Regions from separate parts of the Mus musculus genome. Here regions 1, 2, 4, 5, 6 and 7 are each linked to region 3. Evidence: chromatin contacts called from public HiCAR-type, HiChIP or PLAC-seq, capture Hi-C and promoter capture Hi-C data. All regions are on one chromosome and are shown on one strand. Each heading gives the region's core, a stretch centred on a gene start, on an enhancer-like site or on the middle of the called end of the contact. The rest is flanking DNA. Distances are from core to core; before and after follow the strand shown. Region 1 has its middle 59 kb from the start of Psd3. Region 2 has its middle 110 kb from the start of Psd3. Region 3 holds the start of Ints10 (integrator complex subunit 10). Region 4 holds the start of Psd3 (pleckstrin and Sec7 domain containing 3). Region 5 has its middle 84 kb from the start of Psd3. Region 6 overlaps Psd3 (pleckstrin and Sec7 domain containing 3). Region 7 holds the start of Zfp868 (zinc finger protein 868).

Region 1 (3,865 bases), core at 46-2,545, 760 kb after region 3:
ATTTTTGGCATGCTTATTTGTAGTTAATATTTCTTCTGTTTTGAATTTGCTGTTTGTGCTTTAAGGAGGATTTTGACCTTATGTACAATTTATAAAACTCCTAATACATTGATCTAATAGCAGAATGAACATATCTAGCTTTCTGTCACTAATAATATCAGATTACAAGATCTTGGAAGTGTCTATGGAGAGGAATAAATGTTTATTAGCTTACTTGATAAGTCAGTATTAATGCTCCTTATCTGGTTCAATCTTTGGTTCAATCTTAGAGGTAATATACAAAAGGCTATACTAGACCATTCTATCTGCTAATAGCTGTACATACCAGCCATAGCCTATAATCTTTCTGACTGACCTTATACCATACCTTTTCTCCCTTCTACCACAGTCTTTTACTCCTCAGTCATCCCTCGTTTAAGAAAATTCATTCACTTTTGCTGCTAAGTTAAGTTGAAATGGAAGCTGTATTTTGGCAAAAAGAATGAGAATTTCAGAAAATGGCTACCTAGAAGTAGTGTAATTTGATGTGTGAAGTGCTTGAGACATGTGCTGCTCTTTCATTTTGATTTTTTACATATTGCAGTAGGTATCTTGATGGGTGAGTGTACTGGTTGGTTTTGTGTCAACTTGACACAAGCTAGAGTTATCAGAGAGGAAGGAGGCTCAGTTGAGGAAACACCTCCATGAGGTCCAGCTGTAGGGCACTTTCTCAATTTGTGATCAGTGGGGGAGGACCCCACCCATGGTAGGTGGTTCCATCCCTGGGCTGGTGGTCCTGAGTTCTATAAGAAAGCAAGCTGAGCAAGCCATGGGGAGCAAGGCAGAAAGCAGCACACTCCATGGCTTCTGTATCAGCTCCTGCCTCCAGGATCCTGCCCTGTTTGAGTTCCTGTCCTGACTTCCTTCCATAATGAACAGTGATATGGAAGTGTAAGCCAAATAAACCTTTTTCTCCCACACTTGATTCATGGTCTTTTGTCACAGCAATAGAAATCCTAACTATGACAGCCAGTGACAGAGAAAGTGGGTAGAGTATGGGCAAAGCCCCTTTTCACAATAGTAGTATCCTCCTCCTCCTCTTCCTCCTCTTCTCCTCCTCTTCCTCCTCCTCCTCCCCTGGCTTCCACCATGTGTTTTTTTTTTTTTTTTTTTTTTTTTGGAAAGCTTTGCTTGCTGCCTGTCACATACCCCAGGGAGAGACATTTCTGCTGGCCTTTTGTCTTTTCCTCACTGGTACTTTCTCTTCATACCCTGGTGCTTGGGATGCCTCTCTCTCTAGTTGCCTAACACCATGGCAACAGGCCATGGTAACCGCTTCCTTGCAGTCAAGGGAGAAAAGCCTTCTAACTTTCCTTTCACTGCAACCTGCTGTTTTCAGTTCGCACTGTGATCCACTCTTTCTTTCCTCCCAGTTAAAAACAAGGAAGTTCTGATCCGTAATAAAAGTGCAGGATCCACTGATTGTCCTAACTCTCAGGTCTTCTGAGCCCAGTTTAAACCAAGATGTCCCTTGACCACTGTTTCTCCGGTAGTACCCATTCCATCCTCTGTCCCGCTATTCTGCTCTCTTTCTTTCTTTACTTGGTACGTTATATGTCTGACTGTATTTGGAGTCTGAGTGTTCATTCCTTCTAGAATGTAGTGTCTAGGTGAGTGAGACTTCCTTTCTGCTCACTCCTGTTTGTGTTCCCTTGACCATAAGTATTTGTCAGATGGCCACAGGACTTGGTGTTGGAAACCCTGATTTTGTTTCTTAGAACTTCCTCTCCTTGGGCCGTTCCCCTCTTGAAAGAAAGACATAGATTACATTTGGCCTTCTATAGGAAGTTAAGTCACTTCCAGCACATTTTGAAGCCCATCAGGTCCCAGGCCCCGGGCCAAGCAAGAGCTCAGTATGAGTAGGTTATAGGTCACACGATAGAACCTGGGATTTCACATTTGAAACCACTTGGCTGTGGATTGAATCCTGGTGCCTTTGTGTTTCTTCTAGTCACCATCGCTTCGAAGAAGTCTTTGGAAGCCTGTTTCTTCATTTACATCACCTACTTCCATGGCTTTTCATGCAGATACTTCTGATAGCATAGGGAAAGAATGGGTAGATAAGAAAAATAGATGATGGTGTTATGTGATTGTTAGTGTTTTACTTTTCTGGAGTTTCCATTTGTAAGTAGAGGTATTTTCTCAATTACGTTGCAGGCTGTTAAATCTAGTAGGAGCTGGGTTGAGTAGTTGTGGAGTTTGACTACCTAGGATCAAGTTCCATTGCTGAGTATCAGTGTGATCCCGAGGAAGAGACGGCCTCTAGGAGGACAGTAGTAAGTGCTCAGACTAGCCATTTCTACCCTGAAGTAAAGCTTTAGTGAAGTAATGTCTTGGTACACATTTTTTCATGACCTGTAGTTGCTGAAAAATTGATAGTCGCTGTCTTCTATGCTGCAGTGTCCACCCCTGCCTTAATAGAAATATCAACAATATTCCAATATAAACAATAGAGAAATATCAGCTCTACTTTTACATTTAGCTTTTTGTATACTTAAGATTAAGTCCATGAAGAACTGAGTTACTTCTCTGTAAAATTTGTAACGCTGAAATCAAAACTCACTATATCAGCAGTTCCCAACTCATGGGTCGTGACTCCTTTGGGAATCAAATGACCCTTTCACAGGGGTCACCTAAGGCCACTGGGAAACATAGATATTTACATTATAATTCCTAACAGTGGCAAAATTACAGTTATAAAGTAGCAGTAAAATAATTTTATGCTTGGGGGTTCACTGCGACATGAGGATAGGTATTAAAGAGTCATAGCATGAGAGCCACTGCATTATATGAAGATAATTAAGGTTAAATGAAAGAATAAGAATGGGCAGTGAAGTAAAAACTTACAGGTTATTTAGAAAGTCAGTTATGTTAGATGGTGTTTTGCTGGGGCAAGCACAAAAAGGAATGTTTAGCTGAAATAGACACAAGTGAAAGAATGTTTTGCTAAGACTCATAAGGGAACATTTTGCTGAAGCAGACACAAGTAAACAGGTAATTCTGCTAAAAGAAGCTCACAAAAGGACACAAGGTAAAAGGTTCTTCACTAACGACACACATATATTGGTCCACCTTACATTGCATAGTTGAGCTCAATTTGTCGTGACTCTATAGAGAGTAATGCACCAAAAACTTCTGGTGGTGTGCTGCAGTTTCTTGCTGCTTGCACGGACTCAGGCCGATTGACAGAGTGATGTGGGCTGATACAGACTCACGGGAAGTTTTCCTAAGATATCCTGAAACAAAACACGTGATGAGGCAAGACCTATAGAGGACACATGATGCTTGGAGGGAGCCTACATAGGACTCACTGGACTGAGAGAGGGGCTTGCTGGTAGAGTTAGCTCCACAATGCTTCATGGTCTTGCATGTTGGCTGAGAGAGGCACAGCAAAGAACTCCTGACTGAACTGCTGGTGTATCTGTAAAATGTTTGCAAGTGGGTTCAACTGCCACCACTGACCTCTAAATTGACTGCTAATTTCCTGACAACACAGATGAGATTTGCTCCAAAAAAACATTTCTAAATAGGTCCACTTCCCCTGTACCCTAATAACCTTTCTTTTCCACTACCTCTGGTGGGTGGTGGGCTAGAAGGGAGGATAAAACATTTAAAAACCATCATTAAAAGTAGGGTAAAGAAGCCTTAGAGGCTACAGGGCAGTAGTCTACCAGTATGCTCTTGTAAGAAGAGAAACTAGGAGTGTGAGTTCATAGAGGAAAGGTGGTATGAGAACACAGCAGTTGTGAGAGAACCCACTGAGGGCTGCTGTCACGAGTGGAGGCCCCCTTGGTGGTGGACTTGCAACCCTTAGAACTGTGGGAAA
Region 2 (3,632 bases), core at 534-3,033, 710 kb after region 3:
CAGTTACCTGGCAACAGCCAGGTAGGCCTGGCCCATTATAAAAGGGGCTGCTGGGCCCCTCTCCCCTCTCTCCTCTCCTCTCTCTCTCCTCTCTCTCTCTTCCCTCTCTTTTGCCTCTCCCTCTTGCTCCCCTTCTCTCCGCATTCCCTTTCCCCCTCTCTCCACGTGGCCTCTACTTCTCTACTTTCTCCCTCTCTCTGCCTTTCTCTGCCTCTACTACCATCTTGACTCCCCTCCCCATGCCCAGAATAAACTATTCTATACTATACCATCGTGTGGCTGGTCCCTCATGGGGAAAGGATGCCTTGGAATGGGCTAGCTGAGGCGCTCCCTTCCCCCACACCTCGCCACACCCCCATAGAACATATTCTTATACCTCTTTATCTTTTTATAAACACATCACCTTCTCTTGTAATAGTTTTTTAAGCATTATTAATGGCAAACAATCAATTAACAAGCAAGCTGACATGCATCAGAGATGGATCAAAGACAGAGAGTTTTACTTTAGGGCAGTGGTTGTCAATCTTCCAAATATGGGGCCCTTTTATATAGTTTTTTATGTTGTGGTGAACTCCAACCCTAAAATTATGTTTGTTGCTTCTTCATTACTCTAACTTTGCTACTATTATAAATGGTAACATGAACATCTAATATGCAGTATATCTAATATGCGCCCCCTGTGAAAGGGTCACACAACTCCCAGGTAGAGTCTTAGAGGCTCACGGTGACTCAGAGGCATAAGGAGTGCAACTGTTGTGTTTGTGAGTAAGACTACAGTTGTGGGAGATATTTTTCTCTCTTCTTTAAAAAGAACACCTCAGTTTAGAAGCTTTTGGAGAGTCAATTGTGCTCCCTCCAATTCATGTTCCTATACTAACTAACACATGTAAATGTGTTTGAAGATGAGGTTTGTGAAGAGGTGAGGGAAACTGAGGTCACCAGAGGTAGCACTAATGCAAGCTGACTGAAGTCACCTGCAATCTCCATATTCAGTAGGCTATGGCAAGAAGATCAAGAATTAGAGAGTAGCCAGGGCGTACATGCATCAAGTGTGACCCTGATGTGGCACAGGGTACATCCATTGGCAAGCAAAGTAAAGAAGCCTCAAGCGATCAAGCCTGCTGACACTTGCTGCCTCCAGAACCCTGAGAAAATGAATTGCTGTTGGTAAAGCTTATTTCTATCATATTTCTCTTTAGCGGTCCAAGGAAAATGGCATCTTGTGCAGCAGTCCCAAGTTTATGTGACATGAGAAGACCCGGTTATACTTCCTTGTTCCCCTGCCCGTGCAGAATAAACAATGTTGGTCTTCTTTATTTTGTGAATGGATCTACTTAGAGATTCATAATCACATTCTATCCTGCCAGCTTGCAGCTCAACAAACATTTCACAGTTCCGTGTTTATTGGCCACTTGCTGATTTTAAGCCAGTACTCGTTCTTCATAAGCTAGCACATTGGTAATTAAACCATGCAGAGTACATAAACTATTCATTCAATGGCTGAGTACTATTAGGCTCTTTTATCCATCCATCTTCACAAACTCACTGCTTTTTATTGCGCTCAAAGCTGCAACCATTTCTTTAGAAATCTGCCTTTCAAAGGTGTGGACTTTAACCAGCAGGGGGAGGGGGATAAAAGAACACACTGCCCTCATAAAAGGATCCTATAAAAGTGTCTCCAGGTGCTCTTCTGTTTTCAGGCAATAGATCTGCCAGGACTATGTGCCCTGGAGGAGAGAGTGGAACCGGGCCTCTTTGAAGAGCCGAGAAGACTGGTTCCACTGTCTCACCAGGCTTGCTGTTTTATTTCAGTCCCAGGGGGAAGCCAACAAGCCCATTGGCCTCACCCTGACTGCTACTTCTGGCAGAGACTTCTGGAGAATGAATCAGAAGCCGGCTGCCCTAGCTCTTTGAAGTCTTTGAATGTGCATGCTACTTGTTTCTAGGTTTGGGCAAGCCAGGGCTACTGCATAACGAAGGATAGAAAGCAAATTTGCATAGTATTTCATTTTTTCAACAAGTCTAAGCCAAAGACATTCAGTGACCAAACTTGAAGGTGAGTAGACATTATCTGCCACCAGAATCATCAGACCAGAAAGCCTACCAGTCTAAAACTTGGCTCCTAGGACAGGGTATTATGTCAGTTTCTCCCGGAGTACAAGTATTGTGGTCGTTTTGCTAACATGTTTCTGTCCATAGGGAGGAGAGGGACAGATCTTGCTGATTAATTCATATCACTCACCACATTGCTTCTGAGTACTTCCTTGTGCCAGGTGTTATGTAAGGTCGTAGAGAACAGCAATGAATCAGGCTCTGCCCTTAGGGCTCAACAGTACAACTTAGGCGGAGCAAAAGCTGTTTGCTCCACCCCTCCCCCCTCTGCCAGCCCTCAGCTCTCTTATCAATGTCTTTTCCTCCATTCATTTGTTCTCTGCTCACTCCCACTCCCAGGGTTTTACTACTGGAAAAGCTCCAGGAAGAGAGGTGATGCCTAGCCAGGGCACCAATCCCCAGTGGAGGAATTTTATCATATAAATAATATTGTTACATGTATTTAATGGCCCCTCTAGTTCAGGGATCCCAAATCCCTGTGTGTAATGAAATCTGTAGTCTGAATCAGCTTTGCTATACCCTAGAGGTCCTGGGGGAGTAGCCTAGAACTCAGGGAGCTGCCAGGGTTGAGAGGCACCTCAAGGCTTGAAATCCACAGTGAAGTTTGTCAATAGATAATCAGAAGCTGACTGCCATTGCATCTCTCTCTCTCTTCCCCCCCCCCTCTCTCTCTCTCTCTCTCTCTCTGTGTGTGTGTGTGTGTGTGTGTGTGTGTGTGTGCTTATGTTCTTAAGTACCTTGTCTACTCAAGCACCTAGCTTATTTTCTGCTTCCTGAAGAGATTTATGGCTACATTTCCATAGGAATAAAAGTCCTGCTGGCAGGGAGCCCCAGAGAGGCAGAGAGTGGTGGTTTGTAGAGAATCACTGAAAAAATGTAATTGCTGGCAGCTGTTTGCCCCAGGGCTGCCAGTCATAAAATTTAACCCTTAATTATCCAGGCATTCTACAGGCAGAGACCTCTCTTGATCTAAGACAAGTGTTCACCATAGTCCTATAATAGAGGACTGTATATCTGTCATTACCTATTTTAAAGTCATTGCTTCTATTGCAGGACTAACCAACCATTGCACTTGTTAAGACATGAGTGATGGTGAAAGCTGGTATTAAATACTGCTCAGCAATGTCAACAGTACTTCTTTTGTGAGGTACAACAAAACCTCATCAGCTCTTACTGAGGAGTCCGCATCTGGAGCTGTATGCAGTAATCCAACATTGCATCAACCTTGGAAGAAAAGACAGTTTGGCTTGCCTTGAAAATTCAAGGCAAGGTTATACTGTACTTGGGCATTTCAAGAAGCAGAACAAAAGGATAAAAGCGCACAGTGCCAAGATTGAGTAAGAGTATGCAGTGCCCTTTGTTGAATCTGACCTCAGCCAGAGCCATGGTTCTGGGAACCTGGTTTATTTGTTCAATGAGAAAGGGAAAGCTCAAGAAAGGAAATTGCTCAATGCTAAAACAGTGAGTAAATGAAGGGCTCCATGCAGCCTAAGCCAACAAGGTCACATTCCCTCATCCCT
Region 3 (3,816 bases), core at 1,124-3,623:
TTTCTTTCTTTCTTTCTTTCTTTCTTTCTTTCTTTCTTTCTTTCTTTCTTTCTTTTCTCGAGACAGGGTTTCTCTGTGTAGCCCTGGCTATCCTGGAACTCACTCTGTAGACCAGGCTGGCCTCGAACTCAGAAATCCACCTCCCTCTGCCTCCCAAGTGCTGGGATTAAAGGTGTGCGCCACCACTTCCTGGCCTCAGATACTTTAATAAATCTGAACCCACAGCAATCTAGAGGACACAAAAGACGTGGTCTCAGAAAGAGAAAACAAAAGCAAGCCAAGAGCCTTCATGCATTCACCCGTTTACACTGTGACCAGTCAGCTCCAGCTCCTGTTGCTATGCCTTCCCCACCAGGATGGACTGTATCCTTAAAACCTGAGTCAGGACACACCCTTCCTTTCTGAGCTGCTTTCTATCAGTCACAGCAACAGAAAAAAATAACACTCTATTAAAAACAACAAGAAAAACAAGAACAAAACTCACAAAGGTAAACCACAGGCCAGAAATAACCAAAGAGAACAGTCGCAGCGACACTCGTATGAGGGGCACCAGCAGTATAGTAGCCGGGCGGTGGTGGCGCACGCCTTTAATCCCAGCACTCGGGAGGCAGAGGCAGGCGGATTTCTGAGTTCGAGGCCAGCCTGGTCTACAGAGTGAGTTCCAGGACAGCCAGGGCTATACAGAGAAACCCTGTCTCGGGGGAAAAAAAGAAACAATGATATAGTAAGATATCATTTTCCCCATGATACAGGTGGGGTGTGGCGGCATAGCCTCTGTCCCAGCTAAGAAAAGAGGAACAAGTGGGTCTGAGTTCAACACTACCCTGCCCAATAAAGTGAGGTTCCTCTGTCTCATGAGGAAGAAAAGGAAAAACAGGGGTGGTGGTGGTGGAGGAGATGAACATATACAGGTTGGCAAAAATGTGGAAAACTGCCAATTCATATATATACACATATAAATATATATGTATATATATATATATATATATATATATATATATATATATATACATACATATATATAATTTGTGGAAACAGATATTTAGGCTATCCTTTTTAAAGAGTAATTTGATAGATGATGAATTGTACATATCCCTTAGCTACAAAACATCAAAATATGGGTGCAGAATTACTCACTGACATTCCAAACATAAATAAATTGGAAATTAACCATGCACCCAGAAAATGATACATGGCCATTAAGAACATCAGTTGTCTCTATAGACTAGACCCAGAGGGTCCACAACAGCGGGTTATGAAAGTACACTTCAGGGTAGAATGGCCTCGCTTTTATCAGCTACCCAGTGTATGTATGTATACATATGGAGACACACAAAACTTAGCTCTGGGTTAGAAGGGATTTCACATTTCATTCTATCAATTGCTGTCTGAATGTTTGTAATGAGCCTATGATAAATCACTGGCTACAAATTTGGGGATTAAAATACAAGAATTAAAAAGTCGTCTCTGTAGAACGCCTGTTGGCAATTAAGGCCTGAATTCTGGGTACCAGGGAAGAGGATGATCTTGCAGAGCCCCGACTGCTACTATCAATTGTTCATATCTGAAGAGGACCCCTTCAGATATCAACAATAGCTCCCAGAACGATCCCAGTTAACTCACATGTCATACAGCAACCTCCCTGCGGTGGCAGTCCTCTCGGCATTCCGTTCGATGGTGTACATTTCATACTGAAACAAGGCAGACAGGGTCAACGGCTTCCACGGTGGTAGCTGGTCCAGCTCCAGCCCACCTGCAGCACTGCTCAGAGGTGGGCCTTCACCCAGAACACCCACGAAGGGAAATGAGAGCCTGGTGGCCCAGAATTCACCCCATCTGCAGGGCTTCTAGGATCAAGTGGAGTAGAAACGTCCCCAAAGAAGCAGCAACTGAACAGATGGCTGCTACCATGATCAATGAATGAATGCCCTGGGCCCTAGTGGCAAAGATGCACTGTACAGGATCAACCAGACCCGGATTTACTGTATGGTTTCCGCCTTTGCAGGTGCTGGGGAAAAGGTTGGTCAACTGTCCTGTGGAGCAGGGTAGGAGCAACGTGGGGAGGGGGACAGCGGCCGCGCAAAGCGCCCAGGGCCACTGGGCTCGGCCAAACGCTCTCTTCCGCGCGTGCGGACGCGCCGGGTCTGACTCACCTGGATGTTGAAGTCGGCCGGGTAGAGGCTGCGGGCCGTGATCAGCCATGCCTTGGCTGCCCACAGGTCCTGGGGCACTAGTTCCCGGGCTCGCTGCACCAGAAACTCACAGTCGCCCTGGGCCGACATGGTCCCGGGTTTTTGCCCTTCCAGTAGGCGACACTAGGGCGCCGCCAACCCCCAGGTGGCCACTGCGCATGCCCAGAGACCAGCCAACCACAGGCCGCAGAGGTTCTGTAGAGTCCTATGGAAACTACGGAGACCTGGATTTTCATTACTCGGATTGCCATCCGTCGATGGTAGCGCGCCGCTGACCGCCTGGGAGTAAGCGTCAGAGTCGGCAACCCTGTGCTCCAGGTTCTTGCGTTCTCCTTTGATTCCAGCCCGGGTTTGAAGGTCCGCGACACGCTCAGACACGGAGCGGCGGTCCTTCGGTGTAAATAAACCTGGTGCCCAGGGTTAAGGTGTAGTTTCGAAGTGTCGCGGAGGGCTGGGCCTGGACTGTGCAAGACGACCCCACCCTCGCATGCGGAAAGACCCTGGATCGCCTGTTGCTTTTGAGCTTTGCCAACATCTTTGCCCCTGCCCCAGGCATTATTTCGCCTGAATCTTATTCTTTTTCTCCTATACGGAAAAATTAGCATTTAGAAGATGCTCGGCTGGATGTCCGAACCACCTGCTCTGCAAGAGTTAAAAAAAAAAACAAAAACAAAAACAAAAAAAAACAAAAAAACAAAAAAAAAACAAAAAAACTTTGATCATTTGAACAATGGAAAATAGCTGCAGTATAAATCGGTACCGAAATCCTGGCTTTGGTTTTGCATTTGAACAACCACAATAACAAAACAGTCCCCCTGTTCTGTTGACAAGGCAATATTCATTTATTGAATTGGAAGTGTCCGGAAAGTGAATTGCTAGCTTTGGTTTTCCGTCTAAGTGCATGTATATATATATATTTCTTATAGGTGTTTGTATATAGTTCCTATCAACTGTAGCCATCATTTGCCACTTAAAACCAGGACATCGAAGAATTCAGAGCTGGTTTTCTTTTCTTTTTTCCTTTGAGACATTCGGTCATGGCCCAAGCTGACCTTAAACTTGGCAAGTATACGAGGATGATCTTAAACTCCTGATTCCTGACTTCCATCTCCAAAGTGCTGGAATTAAGGACATGTGCCTGTTCTGATTAATTTTTTTTTCTTTAACAAAGAAATTAGGAATTTACTTATTTAAGTAAAAAATACAGATATTAAAAATAAATATGAATATAAACATTACAATAGTGAATTGCAGTTCTTGGATGAAGCTTTGTTTATGTCAAAGATTATTTGTGAAGAGAAGGGACATAGGCTACGAAACAAAACTATTTGGGGCAATAAACATCTACATCATCTCTGATATCTGACCTAACTGTCTTCTTCCAGATAAGCTTTTTAGGAGGGATCTTTAAGCCTGGAAGACTTGAAGCTCCAGTAACCTTCAAGTTAAGAATGAAATAATACCTGGTCTTTATGGAAGAGGTTTCCCAACCTTTCTCTAGCCCAGCTACCCGATGTCTATGCTGGCAAATGCATTGATCTGTTGCTCTCTTTTGTTCTGTGATCCTAGAAGCTCAGGTGGCTTCCCTACCGTGAACATATCATCCAAGGCAAGGTGAGACCTG
Region 4 (4,145 bases), core at 419-2,918, 820 kb after region 3:
TCAGCATTCAGAAGACTGAGGCAGGAAGATCAGCAGTTATGGCCATCCTGGGGTATTTGAGACCCTGTCTCTACACCAAGCAATGGTAGTTGTTGATAATAAGAGTTACAATAATTACTTTTGAGCTTTTATCATTATTTACTATCTGAGTGGTTTATTTGTATTTGTAGTTTATTTAATCCTTAGTGTAACCCTATTATTATTTGTGTGGTTTTGAATGAAGAAGCTGACTAGAAACGTTAAATAACCTTAAAGTGACACAATTGGAAGGTAACGGAGTCTAGATTACAAGTCCGGATCCTGTGCCTTCACCACAGCGTTTACTAATCAAGAAGCTAAACATCCACAGCTTGGAGGTTAATAAACTAAAGCTGGGAGATTTTAAGCCTTTCCCCAAGTAAGACAAGCTGCCAGCTGTCAAGCTGGACTTCTCAGCTTCATTTCTGTCACCAAGTCTGCTGTCCCTAGATACACCATCTGATCTTTGTCCCCTGCGTATGAATTGGTCTTCTTGAGAGATGGGCCTACTTGGTTTGTTGTAGTTTCAAACCCTGAACATTTCTTTCAGAATTCTTTCTTGGCATGCAGACTTGTGGGAAGTGTAGCTTGGTGGTACAGAGGCTGAGCTTTCGAGCCGTAGTGTCTGAGTTTGAGTCCCTTCCAGTGGTGCCTCTTTTACTCATCTGATCTGACAAGACTCACACCTCTTTTGTATTTTAGTAGTCTCATCAATAAAATGGGTTCATAATAGTAGCTATTGTAGAGACTTCTGGGGGATAGAAGGATTCACAAAATGAAACTTCTTAGTGCAGTGTCTAGCATATTACTACACATTTTCTAACCTAATTATATTATTTATAAAAGTGGCCATTCATTTTTTATAAATTAAAATAAAATTTATAAATTAATATTTTTTATAAATTAAAGTGAGCACATTTTCTGGCTCTTGGTTGCTGGTTACTGAGTGTATGAAATAGGAAAGTTTTTTGAAGTGTCTGTGTTTCTCATGCTGATTGCAATATTAATGATACTGAAGATGAGTTACTTACTTTTTATTTTTTCCAGTGTTGGGGAATCAAACTCAGGGTTAGGTAGGCGCTGTAGCACAAATGGACACTCTCCACCCAAGATTTATTTTTAATATTTATATCAAGTCCAAGAGTCAGTGTTATGTTACTAACTATGTATTAATTTTATATTATTATTTACAAAAGGAGTGCTTTTACTGAGATTGCTTGAAAAGTATTGCATGCATCCAAAGTACTGTAGGTGATGTGAAAGTTTATCCCATTGCTTTTAAAACTGGATCACAACATCTTTGAATCTTTTCATGGGACGTTTCCAATTACTATCAATTACTGTGAAATATTAATTTGTCACAGGAACAGTAATGTAATCATTAGTAAAATGACTGTGTGGCAGCAGCACTTACAAGTGAGATAAAGACTGTCAGCTCTGGATTGACATGGAAGCAGCTTTTGGGCAGTGTTTTTGCATTTGCCTCTTCCGTCGGAACAGCGTGAGAATTAAATGCTTTTAAAGGGAACCGGCCCATCTCGGTTCATGTGTGTCATTCCAGCATCAGAGAAAATGCTGCATAATACTAGGATGACAGCCCCACCTCTGATGTCACCCAGGATGGTACGATCCTCTCAGAGCCTCTGCCGGCTTCCTGCTGCTGCACTGGGGGAATGGTTACATTAAAGCTAACTCCCGACATCTCAGTTATCTCCTTGGAAGTAGTTTTGACAATTATAGAAAAGCCCCACAGTGGCTGTCTTCGGTAAGCTACCAAGGTAGAGAGCGACCGAGGCTGAGCACAGCAGGAGAGCGGGCTGCTCTGCCTTTGTGAGGGGCTGAGGCGGCAGTTCCTGGGCTCGGCTCAGCTCTGGTTCCAAGTGCTCAAAGTGCTTCCATTTACATCACCGTGTGCAGTGCAGGGCAAGAGGGGCCTCCAGGAAATTTGAAACTAATTTGCTTCCAGTTGACTAGAACAGCACATTTTGCATTAGCTTGCTTCTTTTCTCGTTAACTTTTCTCAAGCGTTAAACTGATGAACTGGGCATTTTCTATGATCAATGGGTAACTGCTGGAGCTACAGTAATCTCTGTGAGTAACCTCTATTTGTAGGTCTATGCAGGCAAATATATATTATCTATCTCTTGTGCAATGCTGCTGTGACATTTTCCGTCTGTATTATTGACTGCTTGTGTTGTCTTTCGGCCATCCCAGTAGGAGACTTCTGGGGGCTAGCCCAAGTTCTGCTGAATCCTGCCATAGAAAAGAGCAGACTGCATTCATTCTGGGGCATCCCTGCCAAGCACTCTTTAATTGCCCAGAAAACGGAAAGATGCAACGGGGGCCTCTGAACGCCTTTGCCCAGTACCTCACTTGGCTTTAGCTTTTAATATTTGTTTTAGTGTCTGATGCTGAATGTTCTAATTTTTAAAAAAAAATGTAAGTGGAGAGTAGAGTATCATGCTTACCTATAATTTTACTTCCTTTCATTCCCCGTCCCCAAGCAGGTTTCCCAGGAACAGGGCATTCTATCATCCTATAGAAACAAGCACCCTTTCTGTGCTGCATGATTTAGGCAGAAAGAAGGAAACAGGCTATTCCTTAGTTTAGTGTTGGATGGGATGGGGAGGAGTTTCTCTTAAAGAACCCAAGCTGCTTTTGTCCGAAGCACAGCCAGGAACTGAAGTAGCCTGGAGGGGGTGGGGGTGACTTCAGGATATTCTCATTGGAGTTGACGCTGAAGTCATCACAGCCTTTCCAGGAAGTTTATAGCAACTGTCTTCTTATTTCTCAGTGTGTCTTTCCTATCTGTCAAAAACATTTTATAGTATTTTAAGATTTATTTCTCTCTCTAGAGAAACCAAGTTTCAACGTTCTGTTGACCGGTCAATGTTGATGTGCTTGGAATTGTTCGTGTCAGTCTGCAGGACGAAACCTGACTTTAGACTCTGATGGGAGTGCCAGTGTGGATCAGCTGAGGCTTAGCCCCAGCTCAGTGAGGCTGCTTCTCTAACCTCACCCTGCCTTGCCCACAGCTGTCGTTGGCTATCACGGCCAATCACTCTAGCTGCTTGGCAATTGGCACTCACAGTTTTAAAAGAACTATACAGTGTTTTGAACATCACTTTAAATTTCTTCACTGTTAAATGATTTAACAAAAATGTGCAAGAAAAATTTATTCTAATATTACCACATGTGTGTTAACCTTAGCAAAAGATGGCTGCTCAAATGATATTGTGGAGCTGCAAAGGGTTCAGTGTGAACCATTATTCTCTTTAAAAAAACCTTAATATAAACTAGAGTCAGTGTAGAGGAAACTTAAAAGTGGATATTAGAGGTGTGGATGTGTAAACAGGAGGAAGTGTAGAAAGTGGACAGAATGGATAAAATAGAGGAGAGAGAAGAGGTAAGGCTAAAGGAAGACATCTGCAGGGACTTACAATTATGAGAAGTAGTTGCTCTCAGATGGGCTCCTGCTGCAAGCTTTCTTCTCTCTGTGCTGTTGCAGAGACTTTGCTCTACAATTAATGGCTTGCTTCTTATCCCATCCTCTGACCTGAACGCTGTTCGTGTGCTGCTCTGTAGTTTTTAAAGCTTCCGCCGACATTGACAGACATGGTAAACTACTGTCGCTCCTGTAGGGAGAGGGGCTGAATGAGAACAATTGGGTTCAGAATCATTAGCCTGTGGGATTTAGACTGTGGTAAGCACAGCTGTAACTGTTAATCACCAGGGGGAGAATGTCCAGTTAATGGAACCTTCTGCATTTGTATGCACATGCTAAAAGCTTGGATAATGCTTGGCAGGTCTTTCCGGCCTTTGAAGCACATAAAACCTTGAATATGCATGCATTTAGAGAGCTAGCAGACTCCAGAAAATAGTGAGCATCATTCAGTATATATCATAGTCTTCTCCCAAATGTGACTTTTATCAGGGTGGAGAGTGCGTCCCAAAGTTTAAAGAAGTACATTACTCGCTTGGCAGGTCTGCATTATTTACACTCACTTTCTGATATTTTTATCATACCAAATACATCTTCTATTGTCTAGTAAGTGGATTAGATTATCCCCTGCTTTGTTTTAATGAGCCCCTTTCCATTGCTTTGAGAATGTAAGCTCTGCTCTGTT
Region 5 (4,033 bases), core at 873-3,372, 740 kb after region 3:
TATTCTCTCCCAATAAATGCTTTTCCAGCCCTGCTTAGGGTATTTACAAATTCCCTGTAGACATTCTGGAGTGATTTGCCATTCATTATTCATAAGCGAAGTCACCAGTGCTATAATGGGTTAATCTGGGTCTTCATTCAGAGGCGAAGCTGTGAAAATCAAGATGTGTATGTCCTTTGGCTTTAAGGCTGCTTTCTTTAAGGAGTATGGAGATAACACCACTTGGCAATTATGAAAAAGCTGGTATTTTGGAGTTTGGGTGGGATTAAAAGGTGAGTAATACGTGGCGCTCATTCTCAGGTTTGTCTGCAACATATTCAGACTAAATTGAGCTTTAGGCTGACGGAAAAGAAACAATGCAATCAAAGCCTGTATGTGAAATATGGTTATAGAAGTCTGGTCTAGCCGAATCACGTTTTGCTGCAAGTGTTCTCCACCATGTTCTTCCAGGACCAAGCATAGAGGTCTTTGGTTTTCTTCTTGAGTTTTAAAATAGTGCTAAATATTGAACCCATGGCTGACGTATGCCACGCCAGTGCTTAGCAGTATCCCTACAGACACACTTCTTGAGTTCTGAGTTAAACTAACCTTGATTAATTTTAGGGAGTACTAATGAGGTTCTCTAGATTTTATACTAAGATATTGATGACATTCTCCAGTTTGTTAGTTCTCAGTGTTCATGTCCTGGTAAGCTTGTGTTATTTGTGATATTGTATGTGCATTCAGAAATGAAATGGTGCTGTATTACTTAATACTATTCTATTCTGTGTTTGTGAGTTATATGACCATTTTCCAAAGTTCCAAATGCTGCTGCTATTTGTAGTGACTGAGTATATAATGAGAATTTGAAGTGTGTGGTTGACAAGTTTTACAATCCAAATTGTTGTGCCTTGTTGGAAAATAATGTGTAGCTCATAACATTAATAATGAATCTTTGCTTATGCTATATCTTATTTACACAAAAATAGCACATGTCCTTGCAATGTTTGTTTGCCCTACCAAATGAACGATTTTTTGCTGTGCCCAGAATGTCAACAAACTGAAATCGAAGTTACCGTTGCCAAGCTGACAAGGACTTTGTTGAAACTCCAGGGCACAGAGGTGGTAGATAATTCTCTTTTGGCAATGACTGTGATATAAGGAAGCTGAAAGCTACCAGTTCTCTCCTTCCATGAGAGCGTCAGGGCTGCCATTTTTTTTTTCATGCTGTGAGTTTGTGTATATGCACGGATGTGTACACATGTGCATGTGCAGGCCAGAGGACATCAGGTGCTGGTCCTTAGGACCTATCCACTTTTGGTGGCTGGTTAGTGAGCCTTCCTGTCTTGGTTTCCCCAGTGATGGGATTACATGTGGGTACCACTGTGTCTGGCACATTCTGTACATGGTTTCAGGAGCAGACTCAAGTCCTTGTGTTTGGAAGACCCTTCTTTTCATGCAGGTTGTCTGAGAAGCAGACTTGTCTTTAGTCTCATCTCAAGCCCTACCTTTTAGAAAATGCATTCTTTATAGTGAGGTGCCACAGGCATAGGTAATATTGACTGAGTTATGACGTGCATAGCCGAGAAGTCAGTACTGTCATCATCTCTATTTTGGAAGTCCTGAGAAATTTTTGTTGCTCAGGATCCCACAGCTATTAAAGCTGTGAAGCAAATATTCAAACTCAAGTAGGGGTCTGCTTAATCCCTTTCCTATGGCCTCACAGTTAGCACTCTGTGCTGCAGAAACTGACATTTTGGCTCTAAAAGGCAATGACTAATTTATCAGACTAATTCACCAACAATTCTATTGGCTTAAACAGCAGCAATAGTATTTCTTGGCTCAAGAGATAGAAATTGTATAATTTCTTATCCAGAGAACATTAAAGAGTACCCTATAGTCATAAATAATTAAAATAAAAGATGAAGCAGATTAACAATTTAAAGTTGAATGTGAGCCTCGCTTATTCTAATTCCTAATTATGTCACCTCAGAGAAGTATCTGGATGTTTCTGCCACAGTGGTGTTGACACAGAGAGGACTGCTTTTCCTTGTTATTTTTTCCCAGGAACTGGAGCTCAGGGCTCTTTGAAAGTCTGTCTGAAACAATAAGAGGGGGCTAGGGAACCAGCAGAGGGCTTTCATAAGATCAGGCCACAGCTGCTCCCTGCTTGTCTAGCCTTCTGTTCTCAGACCTTCGCTAAGGAAAGATACATTGAGAAATGAAGCAGCTTGCCTCTTCTGTGGCTGTCGGTCAGTGCACATGGGAAACAGAACATGTTAAAAAGCTGCTGTAGCTTCCCTCGCTTGCCCTGCAGGAGGTCACTGGTGAAGCATTAATGGGATTGCTTTTCCGTAGGTGAACTTCTGCTAGCTATTTTGGAATTCAGGGTTTTGAAAACTTTATTTTCCAAGAAGCTGCTGGGCAAGGTAGAATGAGTCACAGGACACTGAGGCAAGGGGACTCTGAGTGAATGGCACAGACTGTGTGCAGTTAGATGCTTGCTGGCTTTGCCATTGTATTACTTTCTAGCAAATTTGCAGTAGAAAATTACCATGAAATTGGCATCAGGCTGTTCGATCTTTCAGGGCATCTCCTGTGACTAACCCTGTGTGTGCGCGTCAAGAGCTTTGGGGAGTGTATACTACTTTCTTGGGTTGGAGCTTTCTTTTTTTTTTTTTTTTTTTTTTTTTTTAAGATTTATTTATTTATTTATTTAATGTGTGTACACTATAGCTGTCTTCAGACACTCCAGAAGAGGGCATCAGATTTTTGTTACGGATGGTTGTGAGCCACCATGTGTTTGCTGGGATTTGAACTCAGGACCTTTGGAAGAGCAGTCGGTGCTCTTAACCGCTGAGCCATCTCATCAGCCCCCGGGTTGGAGCTTTCTGCTCGAATGATGCAGTTCCTTTTGGACAGATTTACAGATTGCTTTCTGGTGGCTCTGCAGGGTCTATAAGCTCCTTGCCTGGCCTGCTGACACTTGCATCTTCTAATAAAATCTCCATGAGAAAACAAAACAAATAAACAAGGCACTATTGCTTTCCAGGCCCTGATATCTTCTGCGTAAATTAGGGCAGAAATTAAGGCGCATACTATTCATTCATCTACTCATTTATTCGCGGAGTCTGTGAACAGGTTTTGCCACTGACCTAAGCTGACCTAAAAGAACCTTCAAGGAACATGTAGAGACCTAGAGCCATTCTTAAGAGAGTCAAACTCTACAATTGGTAAATACTGGCCTTGCTGTTCCTAAAACTTCAGCACCTGTGAACATTCATGGACTCTATCCTCTTCATCAGCATTCTTCAGTAGATCTTTCTGTCCTGTTCATAATGTCCCAGACCGCCCCTGTTCAGTAGCCAGAATCTGTATGTACCTGAAATATGGTTATTCTCAAGAGCTGAATTTTACATTTTATTTAGTTCAGTGAATTTGTAAAGTCCTAGCTAGCTTATGGCTATTGTGCTATGCAGCAAGGCATTCAGGTAAAGTGCTTTAAGGGATGTCATTGTCTGACTTGAGCTGACGTATCCCTCTTGACATTCTGGCTGCTGGGGTGTGTTTACTGACTAGGCATTGGTAGACTTTGGAAATTGTTCTCACTTACCCCCTCATGTCTGATAAGCACCAGTGTGGGGAATGTATATGAGAGATATGAAATTTTAATAAAATGAAAGTAGATATATTCATTTAAAATGATGAGAGAAAAAATGCACGTCTCTAGGAGCTATTTGGAGAAAAACAGGAACATGTTTTGTACCTAGAATCATGCAAACGGGAAAACTTTAGAGTCTAGTCTGCCTGAGAGTTGTCTGTTGGCTTGGCTTAATTAAAAAATGGATGACATTGTTTTGAGAGTTCAAGGAAATAATCAAACACTAGTTGACTTCTTTCTTTTCTGTATGGAATATCTGATACCTTTGCTTCAAGGATCCATGAACCTCTATAGCATAGTCATGAAGATCCAGGTGGACAGCGGTGGAGATGACAACAGTGGAAGTCTCCCTTGGAAAGCACACAGAACTGTCTCAGAGAACTAGCAGTTCTC
Region 6 (3,900 bases), core at 809-3,308, 860 kb after region 3:
TTTTATATATTGTATTTATGATGATTTCCTTTCAATTTTTCTGCTCTCTGTGTGTGTGTGTGTGTGTGTGTGTGTGTGTGTGTGTGTGAGAGAGAGAGAGAGAGAGAGAGAGAGAGAGAGAGAGTACCATGGCTCGTGTGTTGAGAGAAGAAGGGGAATTCAATGTTCTATCTTTCCACCATATGGCTCCCAGGAGTCAGACATAGGTCTCAGCCTTGTGGGAAGCATGTTCATTCTGAGACACCTTGCTTGTCTTGAAGTGCTTGTTGTGTTATGTCTTGTTCTTAGAGTGGAACATGTTTGCACTTCTGCCCATAGTGTATGAATGTCTGTATTCCTTCTCACACTTCATAGTGTGTTATCTGTCTGATCCTTGCCAGTTTTATAGAGGGAAAAGCTGATTGCTTTAATTTACATTGATACTGATGATTTCTCTACATGTCTAGTTCTTTTTTTTTTTTTTTTTTTTTTTTTTTGGTTTTTCGAGACAGGTTTTCTCTGTGTAGCCCTGGCTGTCCTGGAACTCACTCTGTAGATCAGGCTGGCCTTGAACTCAGAAATCCACCTGCCTCTGCCTCTTGAGTGCTGGAATTAAAGGCACGCAACCACCACGCCCGGCTACGACATGTCTAGTTCTTACATGCTTACCACTTATATTACTTGTGGACACTTGTTTAGGTTTGGGCTCTAGTTGCAGTAGGCTGAAAATGTACTTGTACTAGTTTTATTCTTTGAATATTATGGGTACCAGGTTTAAGTCCCTGAATAGACTGGGGAAGATTCCTTCCAAACTGAACTGGAAGGTGTGCAGTGTTCTGTTTCTTTGTTTCCATTTGACTTTATTGTACCTGGTATTGCTGTGCCTTGCTAGTTAACTCTATTCTACTTCACGAGATTTGTTAGTATAGATACTGTCATATTCCAAGTGCCATGGATGTCTGTGTCCCAGATGTGTAGGAGTGAGAAAAGTGTCGTGTTTTCAACAGATGCTGGCTTCTCTTCCAGACAGCTCAAATCAAGGGACCTGCGGTGAAAGCAGCTTCTTTAGCCAAGGCACAGAGATGAGAATATGCAGGACAGTTTCTTACACATTTATTTATTTCCTTTATTTTTTATATTAAAGGTTTTTTTTTTTTTTTGGTGTGGGCTTTTTCCAAGTCACCATTTTAATTTTTCTTGGCTGTATTGCTCATATAATTTATATTTCTGTGAGTATAAAGGTCAGAAACATCTCTATGAGGAAATTTAAACATCCAGTTCTATTTCCTTTTCTTTCTACATAGTTACCTTCTTTTAAAACATTGCTATTTGCTTGTTTTCTCTGCACCCATGTGTATATGTATATATATATGAGCACGTGATACAGCACACATGTGATGCTCAGATACTTTGGGGAAGTTGTTTCTGCTCTTCCATCATAGGGGTCCCAGAGATAAAACTCAAAATTTTGGGCTGACTAGCAATAGCCTTCTAAGACATCTTGCTGGCCCTCTAGGTTTATTTTTTATATTACCTTTGGATTTTATTAGAAGGACAGAGGGCAGAATCAAATATTTATTCCAGGCATATAATGTTTACATTTATTAAGGCTCATCACAGTAATGTGTATCAATAGTATAAATACCTCCCTCTTTCTTTCTTCTTCCTCCTCCCACCCTGTGTGTGTGTGTGTGTGTGTGTGTGTGTGTGTGTAGACACTCACTCACACACACACACACACACACACACACACACACACACACACACACCCCACAAAGGCAATCTGGAGACTGAAGAGCCAGGGGAATAGTCTCACTTAGGAAAGTGGAAGCTTCAAATGGAAAGACAGGGATGTATCCCCATGCTGTGGAAGCCTGAAAAGTCCCTGGACAGCTGCTGGTGAGAGTCAGAGTTCCAGCACAGGAGAGTCTAGAGTCAGCTTTATACAAGTGACAGCCCCTGGACAGCTGCTGGTGAGAGTCAGAGTTCCTCCACTGGAGAGTCTAGAGTAGGCTTTGTGTAAGTGAGAGCAGTAGCAGTGAGAGTCAAGCAGAAACAAAAGCCCACACCTTCTTTCAGGGAGTCACAAATGCATTTGGGAGCCACGCCCGACTTTGCATTCCTCTGAGTCCCTCTCTGTAAGTGTGCTTTCCATCCAGGGAAGGGTATTGTTTCTCTTTCACTTTACTGAGCCACATTCCAGTCTGGAAACAACCCAGGACCCAGAAATGTGCTTCACCAATCTTCTAGGCATCCTCCAATTGCCTTAAGTTGATAACCAAAATAAACAAACCATCACAGTGTTTATTTCTTTGTACTTTATTCCTCTGAGCTAAATTATGTAGCTTTCTCTGTATTAATCCTGTAGTGTTTCTGTTCCTAGCTATTTTTTTTTTTTTACAAATTTTGTTGTTCTGAACCTCCTTTTCAAATATTTTTCTAATTAGTACTTCATATTTAACTGACCATTGAATTAATTTTCACACTTGAAAACATTTTTATATATATTTGCCATTAGTTCTTTGAAATTTTCATGTCTTTTAAAATTAGTTTTTTGAGAGTTTTATATAGCTTTTTAAAAAAATTAGTTCATATACCATAGGATATGTTTTGATAATATTCACTATATGCTTCCAAATACACCCTTCCAAATTCCCTGCCTACCCAACTTTTTTTTAATCCTTCAACAACTTGTGTTGCCTAAAATATTTTTGGGTATGTGGGTTTCTCCTGGGGAGTGGTTGGTTGTGTTACTAGATTCTACTACCCTCTTCTAGAAAACTGTCTCTCCCTCTTCTAGCTGCTAACAGTTGCCCGTAGCTCCATGGCTTGGGGTGTGAGTCTGTGCTTCCCATCTTTGCTGATATTTGGTGTGGCTTGGGCTCACATAGGTTTCGTACATACTACCATGCACCACTGTACATGTTCACTACCATGAACCACTGTAAGTTCATATGTGCAGATGCACTTCTGTGTCCAGCAGACAATGCTTCCTAGTTATCTACCACCTCAGTACCCTGTACTCTTCCCACCCCATCCTTGGCGATGATCCCCCTTTTGGGATGGATATGTAGACAGTTATATCACCTGCAGATATTTATTAGGAAAATAATGTTTGTGGAATGTAGTCCATGTCTTATGGTATCATTTGTTGGTATAATTATCATGACTGAGTGAACATGGTGCTTTGATTGTGTGTGAAGGAAATATAGGTACATTAAGTTTGGAGACCCCTCAAAACAAAACAATCTGCTTGCACACTTCATTTGTTAGTTACTTTTTTTTTTTTCCTGGTCAAACATCATCCCTAAAAAGTACTCGCACAGTTATTGCAGCATGTTATCTACTTTTTTTCTCTTGACAAACTAATACTGTCTTATTATTATAATATATTGAGAAATAGAATTAAGAAGTATTTTCAGCTTGATGGTTGTCTTAGTTAGGGTTTTATTGTCTACACTATGACCAAGGTAACTCTTATATAGGAAAACATCTAATTAGGGCTGTTTTAAAACAGGTTCAGACGTTCAGTCCATTATCATCATGGTGGGAAGCATGGCAGCATCCAGGCTGACATGGTACTGGAAGGAGGTGAGATGAGAGTTCTACATCTTGATATGAAAGGCAGTAGCAGGAGATTATCTTCTGTAGGCAGCCAGTAGGGGGCTCTCTTCTGCACTGAGTAGAGAGTAAGCACTAGGAGTCCTCAAAGCCCACCCACACAGTGACATACTTCCTCCAACAAGGCCACACCTCCTAATAGTGTTAAGCATATTCAAACCATTACAATGATAATTTAATTTTTTTCTTTTATCTATCATCTGTACTGGCTGGTTGTATGTATCAATTCGACACAAGCTACAATCACCAGAGAGGAATGATCCTCAGCTGAGGAAATGCCTACATGAGATCCAGGTATAA
Region 7 (3,559 bases), core at 810-3,309, 830 kb before region 3:
TTATCTCCTTATACAAAGCTCAAATCTAGGTGGATCAAGGACCTCCACATAAAACCAGAAACACTGAAACTTATAGAGGAGGAAGTGGGGAAGAGCCTCTAAGATATGGGCACAGGGGGAAAATTCCTGAACAGAACACCAATGGCTTGTGCTGTAAGATCAAGAATTGACAAATGGGACCTCATAAAATTGCAAAGCTTCTGTAAGCAAATGACACTGTCAATAAGGCAAAAAGGCAACCAACAGATTGGGAAAGGATCTTTACCAACCCTACATCTGATAGAGGGCTAATATCCAATATATACAAAGAACTCAAGAAGTTAGACTCCAGAGAACCAAATAACCCTATTAAAAATGGGGTACAGAGCTAAACAAAGAATTCTTAACTGAGAAATACTAAATGGCTGAGAAGCACCTAAAGAAATGTTCAGCATCCTTAGTCATCAGGGAAATGTAAATCGAAAGAACCCTGAGATTCCACCTCATACCAGTCAGAATGGCTAAGATCAAAAACTCAGGTGACAGCAGATGCTGGAGAGGATGTGGAGAAAGAGGAACACTCCTCCATTGTTGGTGGTATTGCAAGCTGGTACAACCACTCTGTAAATCAGTTTGGCAGTTCCTCGAAAATTGGACATAGTATTACCTGAGGACCCAGCTCTACCACTCCTGGGCATATAACTAGAAGATACTCCAACATGTAAGAAGGACACATGCTCCACTATGTTCATAGCAGTCTTTTTTATAAGAGGTAGGAGTTGGAAACAACCCTGATCCCTGATTTGAAGATTTGATCCTTCAAATCTGGAATGGATTCAGGAAATGTGGTACATTTACACAATGGAGTAGTACTCAGCTATTAAAAACGAATTCATGAAATTCTTAGGCAAATGGATAGAACTAGAAAATATCATCCTTAGTGAGGTAACCCAGGTGCAAAAGAAAACACATTTTATACACTCACTGATAAGTGAATACTAGCTCCAAAGCTCCAAATAACCAGGATACAAGTCACAGACTGCATGAAGCTCAGTAAGAAGGAAGAACAAAGTATGGTTGCTTCGGTCCTTCTTAGAAGGAGAACAAAATATTCACAGGAGCAAATATGGAGATAAAGTGTAGAGCAGAGACTACAGGAAAGGGCACTCAGAGTCTGTCCCACCTGGGGATTCATCCCAAATACAGTTACCAAACCCAGACACTACTGTGGATGCCAAGAAGTGCATGCTGAAAGGAGCCTGATATGGCTATCTCCTGAGAGGCCCTGCCAGATTCTTACAAATACAGAGATGGATGTTGGCAGCCAATCATTGGACTGAGCATGGGATTCCCCAATAGAGGAGTTAGAGAAAGGACTGAAGTAGAGGATGGCCTTGTCATGCATCAATGGAAGGAGAGGTCCTTGGTCCTATGAAGGCTCGATAGATGCCCCAGTATAGGGGAATTGATGGCTGGGAGGTGGGAGTGGGTGTGTGGTTGGGTGGAGTAACACCCTCATAGAAACAGGGTGAGGAAGAATGTAATAAGGTGTTTCTTGGAGGGAGGGAAACCGGGAAAGGGGATAACATATGAAATGTAAATAAATATCCAATAAAAAAGAAAAGAAAAAAAATGGCTTTAGGCACATTGACTGAGGCGGACTACGAGTTTGAGGCTCTTGTACACAATAAAGGAAGAGTCTCAACAAAAATATTCTGAAGAAGCTATGGTACAGTGCCCCCTGAACTGTCATCACCAAACACTAGTTTGGTTCTTTCAGCGGACTTGTCCCTAGGTAAGTCAGAGTCACAAAACTGGCCTGACATCGTTAACTATTTTCACTGGTCAGGGTCCTGGAATCATTCAGTAGGGCACACCTAGAGGTACACAAGAGCCATGAACCTATGTTGACACCTGCTGGCCACCGCAACACTAAACAATGGGCTCTAGACTCACAGCCTAAGGAACTGCAAGAGGAGCTACTCCTGTCACTCAGATCACCTAGAGCAGTTCTAACCAATCAGGAGCTACAGACAGGTTGTCCAATCAGAAGCTTCTAGGAGGCGGGGGGGCGGGTTCTTTTCGGCCGCCATGTTAGCTAAAGGTTCTTCACCGAAACTGAGGAAAGCCGTTGTGGGAGCCAGTGCTTGGAGCTGTGTGGGGGAGCGCGGGTGAGCTCGGAGCCTGGCAATGGTGAGCGAGGGCCGCTGTCCCCTGATGGGAGGAGCGGCCGGCTGGGCTGCGGGAGCCGGGGTGGTGGGTCCTCCCTGGGGTTGGGGCAGTGAACGCGGGGACGTCGGGGCTGCGACCTGGGCCTCCGCCTGCGGTCCGTAGGTACTTCCGCCCTGATCCTCTTGGCGTCAGCGCTGAGCGGGAGGTCCCGCCCTGCGGGGGGCGGGGGATGGGCGGAAGCCAGTACGCGGATGACGTCACGATCCGGGCTGGCGGGGACGTCCTGCTTTTGGTGGTGCGCTGAAGGCTGCTTGCTAGACTAAGGCTGTCTAGGTTCTTTGTGCTGTCTTCGAGAAGTTCTGAACTTTGCTTTCCACATGTAAGTGTGGCAACCTCTTTAGGTTAATTTTACGACATTTGTAAAGTCCAGTGAGTTTCTTTGCAAAGATGTTTAAAACCAGCTCTGGGAAAGATGACTTGTCTCCTTGAATTTATTTTGTTCTTCGGTCAGACATCCTTTGATTATATTTTTGTTTTTATTTCTGCTTATGCATTTGTGGGCTTGTTAATTTTTCTTCCCTCAAATAGTGCATTGTTTTGCGTACCGAGGTTCGCCGAGAACTGTTAGTCAGGAAGCATTGTAGTCGATTCTTCTGTATTGTGTTCACCATTCTGGTCCTTTTCTTCATTTCCACACAACCTTTATTTCTTGTTTATTTTAGCATTTTTATTGGAAGTATGTTGAACTACTAGTTTAAACTGAGAACATGAGCATACTATGCTAGAAATAAGATAGACACATTTGTATCTCCCCAAAGTATCAAATATTTTTGAATAACAATAAACTTAAAAGGTTTTGATGGCAGCAATTTGCCAAGTGATTTCACTTACATTTGTAATTAGGACAAGGTTAATGTGGGTTTTATTCTAGTCTTTTTTTTTTAAGATTTATTTATTTTATGTATGTGAGTACACTTTCGCTCTCTTCAGACGCAATGGAAGAGAGCATCTGATCCCATTACAGATGGTTGTGAGCCACCATGTGGTTGCTGGGAATTGAACATAGGACCTCTGGAGGAGCAGTCAATGCTCTTAACCACTGAGCCATCTCTCCAGCCCTTCTTTTAGTTTTAATTGTTAATATTAATTCTCATGTCAAAGCACACAGTATATCTCTGCATATATTTAGTTTATAAAATGAATACTTAGAAGTAGGCTGAGAGAAATGTAGGTAGAGTTTGTCCTGATATGAAAAGGAACTCAAAACAATTGTGCCACAGGGAGCGAGCCTTTGATGAAGTCACAGAGAGGACTCAGGCTTGTCAGCCATGCTGCTTAGTTCTAGATAGAAGGCCCTGAGAGCAGGCAACTGTGGGCTCAGGTCCAGGTCTGGATAGGGACTAGGTGG

What was found. Promoter capture Hi-C pulls out the DNA fragments that hold promoters and counts their contacts. HiCAR-type assays count read pairs that join an accessible place to other places. HiChIP or PLAC-seq counts read pairs in DNA pulled down with a chosen protein or histone mark. Capture Hi-C pulls out chosen DNA fragments and counts their contacts.
Region 1: an H3K4me3 HiChIP or PLAC-seq map of forebrain shows a contact between it and region 3, with 4 times the contacts expected there. The contact joins the enhancer-like site here to the promoter of Ints10 in region 3. A contact is called at or near these places in 2 of 39 promoter capture datasets (embryonic stem cells and hippocampal neurons) and 4 of 115 datasets of contacts at active chromatin or transcription factors (bone marrow-derived macrophages, embryonic stem cells, forebrain and 1 more).
Region 2: a contact with region 3 is called in an H3K4me3 HiChIP or PLAC-seq map of neural progenitor cells, with 14 read pairs. The contact joins the enhancer-like site here to the promoter of Ints10 in region 3. A contact is called at or near these places in 1 of 39 promoter capture datasets (hippocampal neurons), 5 of 115 datasets of contacts at active chromatin or transcription factors (bone marrow-derived macrophages, embryonic stem cells, large pre-B cells and 2 more) and 1 of 9 other capture datasets (embryonic stem cells).
Region 4: a capture Hi-C map of macrophages shows a contact between it and region 3, with 6 times the contacts expected there. The contact joins the promoter of Psd3 here to the promoter of Ints10 in region 3. A contact is called at or near these places in 6 of 39 promoter capture datasets (the 3T3-L1 cell line, cranial neural crest, embryonic stem cells and 2 more), 3 of 15 datasets of contacts at CTCF or cohesin (the NIH/3T3 cell line, large pre-B cells and pro-B cells), 22 of 484 Hi-C or Micro-C datasets (3T3-L1-derived adipocytes, the HPC-7 cell line, bone marrow-derived macrophages and 15 more), 21 of 115 datasets of contacts at active chromatin or transcription factors (the NIH/3T3 cell line, astrocytes, bone marrow-derived macrophages and 13 more) and 2 of 9 other capture datasets (adipose tissue and macrophages).
Region 5: a contact with region 3 is called in a HiCAR-type map of astrocytes, with 5 times the contacts expected there. The contact joins the enhancer-like site here to the promoter of Ints10 in region 3. A contact is called at or near these places in 11 of 39 promoter capture datasets (the 3T3-L1 cell line, 3T3-L1-derived adipocytes, cranial neural crest and 7 more), 6 of 115 datasets of contacts at active chromatin or transcription factors (astrocytes, embryonic stem cells, forebrain and 2 more) and 2 of 9 other capture datasets (adipose tissue and embryonic stem cells).
Region 6: a HiCAR-type map of astrocytes shows a contact between it and region 3, with 3 times the contacts expected there. The contact joins the enhancer-like site here to the promoter of Ints10 in region 3. A contact is called at or near these places in 2 of 39 promoter capture datasets (cranial neural crest and maxillary cranial neural crest) and 4 of 115 datasets of contacts at active chromatin or transcription factors (astrocytes, bone marrow-derived macrophages, embryonic limb bud and 1 more).
Region 7: a contact with region 3 is called in a promoter capture Hi-C map of pre-B cells. The contact joins the promoter of Zfp868 here to the promoter of Ints10 in region 3. A contact is called at or near these places in 3 of 39 promoter capture datasets (the C10 cell line, liver and pre-B cells) and 1 of 9 other capture datasets (pancreatic islet).

Annotation. Positions count from the first base shown.
Region 1 is chr8:68,031,656-68,035,520 of GRCm38.p6, reverse strand. It overlaps a transcript of Psd3 not described here. Among named protein-coding and RNA genes, the nearest start is that of Psd3, 59 kb to the right of the region's middle. Within about 2 kb of position 1,295, at least 24 of the 459 cell types and tissues checked have an H3K27ac peak or open chromatin away from gene starts, as enhancers often do. A contact at or near this core is called in forebrain, where this site is marked.
Region 2 is chr8:68,081,907-68,085,538 of GRCm38.p6, reverse strand. It overlaps a transcript of Psd3 not described here. Among named protein-coding and RNA genes, the nearest start is that of Psd3, 110 kb to the right of the region's middle. Within about 2 kb of position 1,783, at least 96 of the 459 cell types and tissues checked have an H3K27ac peak or open chromatin away from gene starts, as enhancers often do. A contact at or near this core is called in neural progenitor cells, where this site is marked.
Region 3 is chr8:68,792,486-68,796,301 of GRCm38.p6, reverse strand. It overlaps Ints10 (integrator complex subunit 10), which reads right to left and starts at 2,373. Exons shown (of 17, transcript NM_027590.4): 1 at 2,154-2,373; 2 at 1,624-1,691. The coding sequence starts at 2,282.
Region 4 is chr8:67,972,097-67,976,241 of GRCm38.p6, reverse strand. Psd3 (pleckstrin and Sec7 domain containing 3) reads left to right here and starts at 1,668. Exons shown (of 16, transcript NM_177698.4): 1 at 1,668-2,109. The coding sequence starts at 2,079. It overlaps Gm15991 (a long non-coding RNA gene), which reads right to left. Exons shown (of 7, transcript XR_003947558.1): 3 at 3,459-3,668.
Region 5 is chr8:68,056,985-68,061,017 of GRCm38.p6, reverse strand. It overlaps a transcript of Psd3 not described here. Among named protein-coding and RNA genes, the nearest start is that of Psd3, 84 kb to the right of the region's middle. Within about 2 kb of position 2,122, at least 15 of the 459 cell types and tissues checked have an H3K27ac peak or open chromatin away from gene starts, as enhancers often do. A contact at or near this core is called in astrocytes and forebrain, where this site is marked.
Region 6 is chr8:67,929,244-67,933,143 of GRCm38.p6, reverse strand. The region is part of intron 3 of Psd3 (pleckstrin and Sec7 domain containing 3); the gene reads left to right. Among named protein-coding and RNA genes, the nearest start is that of Gm15991, 22 kb to the left of the region's middle. Within about 2 kb of position 2,058, at least 65 of the 459 cell types and tissues checked have an H3K27ac peak or open chromatin away from gene starts, as enhancers often do. A contact at or near this core is called in astrocytes, where this site is marked.
Region 7 is chr8:69,624,048-69,627,606 of GRCm38.p6, reverse strand. It overlaps Zfp868 (zinc finger protein 868), which reads left to right and starts at 2,059. Exons shown (of 5, transcript NM_172754.2): 1 at 2,059-2,172.